2 separate regions of the Mus musculus genome follow, and region 1 is linked to region 2. A link is a contact called in public HiChIP or PLAC-seq data. All regions are on one chromosome and are shown on one strand. The core of a region is the stretch at or near the end of the contact, and the rest is flanking DNA. Distances in the headings are between cores, read along the strand shown. Region 1 has its middle 8.4 kb from the start of A930014E01Rik. Region 2 has its middle 20 kb from the start of 4930539M17Rik.

What was found. HiChIP or PLAC-seq counts read pairs in DNA pulled down with a chosen protein or histone mark.
Region 1: an H3K27ac HiChIP or PLAC-seq map of embryonic stem cells shows a contact between it and region 2, with 17 times the contacts expected there. The contact joins two enhancer-like sites. A contact is called at or near these places in 7 of 39 promoter capture datasets (the 3T3-L1 cell line, the C10 cell line, embryonic stem cells and 3 more), 2 of 15 datasets of contacts at CTCF or cohesin (embryonic stem cells and large pre-B cells), 3 of 484 Hi-C or Micro-C datasets (B cells, the N1E-115 cell line and embryonic stem cells), 2 of 115 datasets of contacts at active chromatin or transcription factors (both in embryonic stem cells) and 1 of 9 other capture datasets (embryonic stem cells).

The regions. Positions count from the first base shown.
Region 1 is chr3:10,304,344-10,308,431 of GRCm38.p6, forward strand. No RefSeq gene overlaps it. Among named protein-coding and RNA genes, the nearest start is that of A930014E01Rik, 8.4 kb to the left of the region's middle. Within about 2 kb of position 2,753, at least 31 of the 459 cell types and tissues checked have an H3K27ac peak or open chromatin away from gene starts, as enhancers often do. A contact at or near this core is called in embryonic stem cells, where this site is marked.
Region 2 is chr3:9,080,267-9,084,170 of GRCm38.p6, forward strand. No RefSeq gene overlaps it. Among named protein-coding and RNA genes, the nearest start is that of 4930539M17Rik, 20 kb to the left of the region's middle. Within about 2 kb of position 2,570, at least 15 of the 459 cell types and tissues checked have an H3K27ac peak or open chromatin away from gene starts, as enhancers often do. A contact at or near this core is called in embryonic stem cells, where this site is marked.

The DNA.
Region 1 (4,088 bases), core at 1,503-4,002, 1.2 Mb after region 2:
ACACACACACACACACACACACACACGCACACACACATCAGGTCAGGCTTTCAGACGGTTAAGTGCTTTGTTGAGATTGGGTGAAAGTGAAGCAAAACCATAATAATAGTCTCCAGATCTTGCTTTCAGTTTGGCCTGAGCTAGGACAGGAAGGACCTAGCTGCCTTTATATCAAACAGAAAGTGAGGAGGTTCTCGGTAAATAGGTCAACAAAGCAGCCAGGCTTCAGAGCCTGTCAGCACGGAGGGAGGATTAGCTGGGCACCCTCAGGACTGTTTTGGAGGCACATAATCCAGTTTAATCTTATCTTCAAAGTGTGTTCTTCCTCCCTCCTTGAGCTGCATCTGAGGGAGGAATCAGGGTCAGGAGGGGATGGGGCTTATGCAAACCGCTCCCTGGGAGGATCAAAGACTGGGTTTTAGGGTCCTGATCACCCAAAGTTCTGGTGTAGAGAAATTCTCAGTATCCATGAATGTTACACAGTCACATAGTGTGCTTCAGTTTTGTAGCAGAAGAGAGAGATTGTTATCATCTTTACATCTCCTGCCTCTCACTTTGAAGCTGAAGTGATCTGCAAGGCTCTGGAGGTTCCCATAAGGCTTTGTTGGCTTTGGAGTTTTTACATATAGAGCACTAAATGGCATCATGGTCTTAGTGTTTCTGGGAGAGGGACAATTTGGAATTCTAAGCAAACAAGTTTGCTGGCATGCTTAAAATTTCTGATCTCAAGTCTTAGAAGGCATAAGAGATACCATTAAAGGCTGAAGCCCTTCCTAGTCAACAAACACTGAGAGTTTTGGTGTTTTCCAAGAACTGTGTTTAGATAACGAGAATGCAAATAAGCAACTGTGGCAATGTGTAAACAGTCACAAATCAGAGACAATCAGAATTGCAGTGCCAGAAGCGCTATACATGGGCTTCTGTACTTCTTTCTCCCTTCCTTCCTTCCTTTTTTTGTTTTTTGGTTTTTTTTCCGAGACAGGGTTTCTCTGTGTACCCTTGGATGTCCTGGAACTCACTCTGGCCTCAAACTCAGAAATCCACCTGCCTCTGCCTCCCACCACACCCAGCTCTTTCTTTTTCTAAGACAGGGTTTCCTATATCCCAGGTGACCCCACACTTGCTACATACACATACGATAAAGAATAACCCTGACTCCCTGCTCCTCCTGCCTCGACCTCTGCCACCGACCGGGCCCAGTAGGCCCCCCTCAATTCGTGGGAATCAGGGGTTCAGACAGACGGGCATAGAGTCGGCGGGAATTGACAGACAGACACAGAACGAGAGAGTGTGCTGGATCTGAATGTAATTTGTCAAATCCAGCATCAAACTTTTTATACAGAAGAAAATAGGGAAGTTAGGTGACACACCAACAAGGTACAAAGAGGTTACTGGATTCTTACACAAAACAGAGGAATGCAAACAGGGAAGGACTGGCAGGAACCAACTGGGATAAAATTCAATGTCAACAACTGGGAATCAAAGGCAGCCCCACCTAAGGTCAGCTTAATCTTAGAAGCCAGGGGCAAGGGCTTCGTGCCCTTGCCATAGTTCCTACTCTAGTCTATTGTATAGTCCACCTTCCCCCTAGGCCATTGTAAATACCTGTGTATGGGTGTAACTCAGCTATCTATAGTTCTAAGTATCTACTCTGGTTCCTCTTTAGGTCACAAACTTCCATCTTCCTAGATAATGGTAAATTTCTGTGTAGGGCAGTGACTTAGCTATTCATGCCCAAGGTCGGATCAAGGACTGCCTAGAATCTAACTTAGCTATATGTCAAAATATCAATCCTTAGGAGCACTTGTAATTAAGCAATATTAAGGGAAAGCACACAGATCCATTTACCAACTAAAGCAAGGACATTGGAGCATTCGTTATACAGGATGCCACGGTTCCAGGAGACTAAGTTTCTGTGAACTTTTCGCCTCGGGACAGCACCCAGGCTTGTCACTATTGGAGTGGATGTAGCATACCTCCTCACAGCTGGAATTACACACATACCTCACCATGTTTGAGTGTTCTTCTGGCTTCCGGGGATTGAACCCAGGGCCTTGTGAGGGCTCAGCACATAGTCTACAACTGACAGAGAAAGGCAGACCTCTCAGAGGAAGAAGTGATGCTTCCTGGAAGAAGTAACAGGTAAACTAAGATAAAATGTGTAAGCAGAAGTTAGACACGGGAATGTCAGTAGAATATGAGTTCAGGTGGGGCTCACAATGAAAAGTGAAGGTTAGAATTAACAAAATAAAAATAAGTCCAAACACAGCTTACAAGAGAAAATAAGGTATATTGCTGAGGTTAAAAGCATCCAGCCCACCTCTGTCTGGTGCAGGTACCATCTTCAATGGCCGTGCAGTCCACATTAGTAAGTTTAGACTGTATTTTAGGAGAACGGGGGACCTTGCCCTTCCTCATGAGAGATCATTTTGATGTATGATGTGAAAACAGAAGACAGTAAAGAAACACGGAAGGAGAGCTCTTCCCCTGCTTGTAGAAGAGCCACAGGCACCACCCCCACTGCTGCTACCCCACCCCCACCCCCACTCTACCCGATGCACTGCACAGCCTGCCTGCCCTGACGACAGCTAGGGTGGCTCTGCAAGCTGCAGCCATCTGGCGGTGTGGGACCTGGGGTGCCTGGATGTTATGAGACCAGAGAAGTGATGATGATGTTACTCCAGTATTCTTTAGTATAATTCTTTGTGTTCACCACCTCATTCTTCCATGAAGTGGTGGAGCATGGTGCACTAGCGCCCTCTGCTGTATACTGCTGGGGCTGCCACAAACGGCCCAAGAAAAGAAAGCTAGCCCTGTAAATCTTTCCAAAGTGGGTCGATTACTTTGGAGGGATATTAAAATATATTAATGGGGAAACTATTCTCAATACGATAACAAAGGACAGCTATTGTATTTTGCATATGTTCATGAAAAATTAACTACCTTAAAAAATGAATCACATATATGGGTACCCCAGCTCTGGTTAAGGGAATGTGAGCACAATTCAGAAAGATTTCCCTTGTGTTATTTATTTTTTAAAATTTAATTTAGGGGCTGGTGAGATGGCTCAGTGGGTAAGAGCACCCGACTGTTCTTCCGAAGGTCCAGAGTTCAAATCCCAGCAACCACATGGTGGCTCACAACCATCTGTAACAAGATCTGACCCCCTCTTCTGGAGTGTCTGAAGACAGATACAGTGTACTTACTTACATATAATAAATAAATAAATCTTAAAAAAAAATTAATTTTACAGGGATGGAGGATCAAACTCAGGGCCTGACATTTGCTAGGCACCCATACCACCAGCACTATACCCACCAGCACTACTGGCTTGAATACTGTATTAATGTCAAAGGTTGGCTTGTTATTATTTGAATGAGATATAAAACAGAGCAGAAATAAGCATGCTGGAACAATACCACGATTCCCTGTGAGTTGTCTGCCATCTAGTGTTCATTTTTGGAACTTAAAAAAGTTAATTAAATCCCCACCACCACCAGCCACCCAAGCAAAGAGCTGACCCAGCAACATTTTTACAGGAAGGTTTCAAAGGGTACCACACAACTCTTGCTTTGTGGAGGGAGAGTCAGGGGGATACATAATCTAGACTTGTAAGAAATCAAAGCTAGGCGGTGGTGGCGCACACCTTTAATCTCAGCACTTGGGAGGCAGAGGCAGGCGATTTCTGAGTTCAAGGCCAGCCTGGTCTACAAAGTGAGTTCCAGGACAGCCAGGGATATCCAGAGAAACCCTGTCTAGAAAAAGAAAGGAAGAAAGGAAGGAAGGAAGGAAGGGAGGGAGGGAGGGAGGGAGGGAGGGGGAGAGAGAGAGAGAGAGAGAGAGAGAGAGAGAGAGAGAGAGAGAGAAAGAGAAAGAAAGAAAGAAAGAAAGAAAGAAAGAAAGAAAGAAAGAAAGAAAGAAAGAAAGAAAGAAAGAAAGAAAGAAAGAAAGAAATCAGTTATTTCTGGGAGACAAATGTTGATCTTAGCTACCGGACAGTATTACTTGGGAAAAAGAAAATACAGATAGTCTACAACACTCCGGCCTGGAACATGCTGGCTCACTGGCTTGGACCTCAGCAGTGACAC
Region 2 (3,904 bases), core at 1,320-3,819:
TCGGGGCTAACTCAGCATGGGTTTGGGAAGGAGACCCAGAGATCGTCGGAATACAGAGGGTAGGATGGCAGCGTTACAGCTTGGCTGCCCCTTGGCCTTTGTCCCCAGGTACTCCGGACGCCATTCCATCATCTCCTTCTTACTCTGAGTCCTCTCTAGCTGGTGCAAACCATTTACTTTAAGAGTGCCCCAAGGTGGAGAGATGGCAGCCAAACGGTGAACGCAGCCCTTTCCCCAGCATTTTTTGGTTCAGATGAGGTCAAGTCGAGAAGCAGCCTCCCCTGAGGTGAGATCTAGGCAGCTCAGGGGGGGCCCTGATCCAAAATAGTTTCCATGCAAGCACCTGAACTGTTGGTGGCCAACTCATTCCTTTCCTGACTGAGAAATATTTGTTGACTACACTCGAGCAAGATGCCCCTTCCCGTAGGATGATCAGGATGTTGGGAGTTGGGTCGGTCATTATGGTGCACACCCATAAGCTCCGCATCATGGGAGCAAAGGCCCGAGGCTCACTATAAACTTGAGGCCATCTTGGTCTACATAATGAGTACCAGGTCAGCCAGGGCTACACATGGGGATTCCGCCTTAAAAAAGAAATCTACTGTCACTACAATTTAAAATCTTATTTTGAAGGAGACGATGAAGGAACAAGGAAACTGCACCCCTCATAGTGAGCCTTCTAAACTTAGCTGATGGCCTGAGACCCAGGCATTTAACCTATTACAATTTGCTACTCCTAGGGGTAAAGACAGCTCTCTTGGATGGAGAATAGGGATGCAGCTTAGCGGCAGAGCACTTGCCTAGCGTGCAGCAGGCACGTGGTGGTTACATCCTAAGCGCTGCCCGACGTCAAGGGACAGTACTAAGGGCTTCTAGTAAGGTCGGGATTGAACATTGTGGGAGTGTAACAGGAGTAGCAGTGGCCCACCTACTTAAGACATAAAATATCCTGGAAGAGGTGGCAGTGGATAGGACACTTCAAAGGTAAGTAAATTACCAAATAGAAATAAATAAAATACAGTCAACACCAGGGAAAGAACAGTAAATGCAAACTGACAAAAAACCACCTGATGCCATCCCTAGAGCTTGGGGGTCCTGACTTGGAATGCCCAGCTGCCTCGGTCCCCTTCCCGTGACCCGCGGAGGCTCCTTCAGCATCTCTGCTCAGTGGGCATCCTAAGGCTGCATCCACCTCAAGTTGCAATGGCTGTTATGAGTTCCTGATTCATTTACCTGCTTTCTGTTTATTTAAAAAATATTTATTGACCCTTTATAATATAAACTACAATGTAGTGTAATATAAAACTTGACGGGTTCTCCTAGACACCCTCGTCTCTCTCCCACGTCCATCATGTAAGCAGAAATGGAGAAAAGGAGAGGGAGGAACTTTGTCTGTTTCTTCATGGGTCCATTCTCAGTGAGTCTCACCCTGCCTGTCCTTTGTTCCTTCCATACATTTGTGTATGGTGCCTGCAAAGCACCCAGTTGGAGTACTTGATTTTGAAGAAGATGGAGGCTAGTTGTGTCATACAGAGGTGCTGAGACACTGAAAATGTCCCCTGGTCTTCTCTCTTTCCTTTTCCCGTCCCTTCCGTTCTTTCTCCATCCCTCTGTATTGCTCTGGCAGGGTCTCATGTAGCGTAGGCTGACCTCAGAGTAGCTATGTAGCTGAGACTGACCTGGGCTCCTGATTCTCCTGTGCCCCAGGTGCTGGGATAACAGGCAAACACAACCACGTCTGGCATGGCCTTTCCTTTGAAGGCATTTTAGAGACACCCTCTCTGGCGTCTCAGTAATTCCCTGTCTCTCTCTGACTATTCCATAAAGACTTTCAAAGCAGGGCTGAGCCCACTTTTGGCAAGTCTCTTACCTTTGTAAGCCTGACTTCAGTGTGCTGGGAAAGGTGACTTTAGGAATCTCGTGACTGTTGGTGCCTGGGGCGGAAGCAGATGTTGAAAGGGCAGGTGGGGGTTCAGGAATGGAGGCGCCCTGAGACACGTAGCTTCTTTCACAATCTGGCCCGGGGCTGGCTGATCCTGTGATTGGGTGTCTCAGCCAAGAATGTCCCCAGAATTCCAAGTCACTTTTAGACGCCATTTCCCTGTCCTGTGGCTCCAAGTCAGCAGATAAAGTGGATTTACAAGCAGAAAGAGAGCAGGCTCACAGAGCAGTTCTGCTGCAGAGCGGGAGAAGTGGGGGGGGGGGGGGGGCGGGGGGCGGGGACGACTTCCTCTCCGGTCTTTCGGGTTAATGGCTCTCAAATACGCAACTGGGTGTGGCACTTGGGAGGCAGAGGCAGGAAAAACTGTCGAGTTTGAGAAGCCAGCCTGGTCTACAGAGTGAGTTTCAGGACAGCCAGGACTAAAAAGAGAAACTCCATTTTAAAAAAAAATGTTTTTTAAAGTCACGAAACAACAACAACAACAACAACAAACCCCAACAACTCAGAGTTCCTTCCTTCTTGCATTCTAAGCAAAACTCAAACAAACTGAGAAAGTTTTGTTGAAATCTTCTGTGCCATTTTTATCTTCCCCCACCATTTTGTAACATGAAAGAGGAAGCCTTTTATGTTCACGGCAGTAATATTATTCTAGTCTTGTTAAGTTATCTTATTTTTGAAATGGCATTTTGCTATGTATTCTGGGTAAGCCTGGGCTTACTCTGTAGCCCAGGTTGTATGTGGACCCTGCTGCTTCAGACTTTCCAGCGATGAAGCCGGGCGTGGTGGCGCACGCCTTTAATCCCAGCACTTGGGAGGCAGAGGCAGGCGGATTTCTGAGTTCAAGGCCAGTCTGGTCTACACAAAGTGAGTTCCAGGACAGCCAAGGCTATACAGAGAAACCCTGTCTCTAAAAAACAAAACAAAATAAAACAGGCTTCCCAGCGATGGAAGTACAGGAGTGAGCCGGCATCCCCAGGCAGCAATCTTCAATCTATCCCATTCATGAGGGATGTCTCACACCTCGTTTTGCTTTGGTTTTTCCGAGACAGAGCTTCTTCATGTAGCTCTGCTGTCCTGGAACTTGCTCTGTAGACCAAGGTGGCTTTAAACTCACAGAGATCTTTCTGTCTCTGTCTCCCAAGTGATGAGTTCACAGGTGTACGCCAGCACCACCCAGTCTTATAGCCCCATTTATGGGAACGAACACCACTGTCCTGCAAGGACTAGCTAATGTCTGGAGGTCGTGCTGGCAGCAGGTTCGTGGGCACTCCATATCTCCAGTTTAGCCAGACACAGGTGGAGTGGGTTAGTTGGAAAATGGCTTCTATATTGAGCACATGCAAACGTTTTGCTGGTTGTGATCTCCTGTGCAGTACAGTATAACGATATTTGTATTCTGTTAGGCAAGCATGAACCCGAGATCCCAGCACTCCGGAGGCTGAGGTGAGGAAGGAGGCCCTAGGATTTAAGTCTAGCCTAAGCTACGTCAGAGAGACCCTGTCCCCAGCTCTGTAGCGCGCTTACAAGGTGGAGGCAGGGAGTCATCAACTACACAGTGAGTTTCAGGCCCACCTAAATCATATGGGACCCTACCACAAAAATCCAATAAATAGCCCTGGGTGGTAGTGCACATCTTTAATCTCATCACTAGAGAGGCAAAGGCAGGTAGATCTCTGTGATACAGAGGCCAGCCTGGTCTATACAGCTAGTTCTAGGCCAGCTAGGGCCACATAGTGAGACCCTGTCTCAAAAAAAAAAAAAAAGAAAGAAAGAAAAGAAAAAGAAAAGAAGAGAAGAGAAGAGAAAAGAAAAAAGAGGAAAGAGAAAAGAAAAGAGAAAAGGAGAGTGGGAGGGGAGGGGAAGGAGGAGGGGGAAGAGGGAGGGGGATAGTTGCCAATAGGCAATGGTCTTGGATCTGCTGGCATATCTAAATTGGCACTAGGGAGTAAAGTCCTGTTCTTT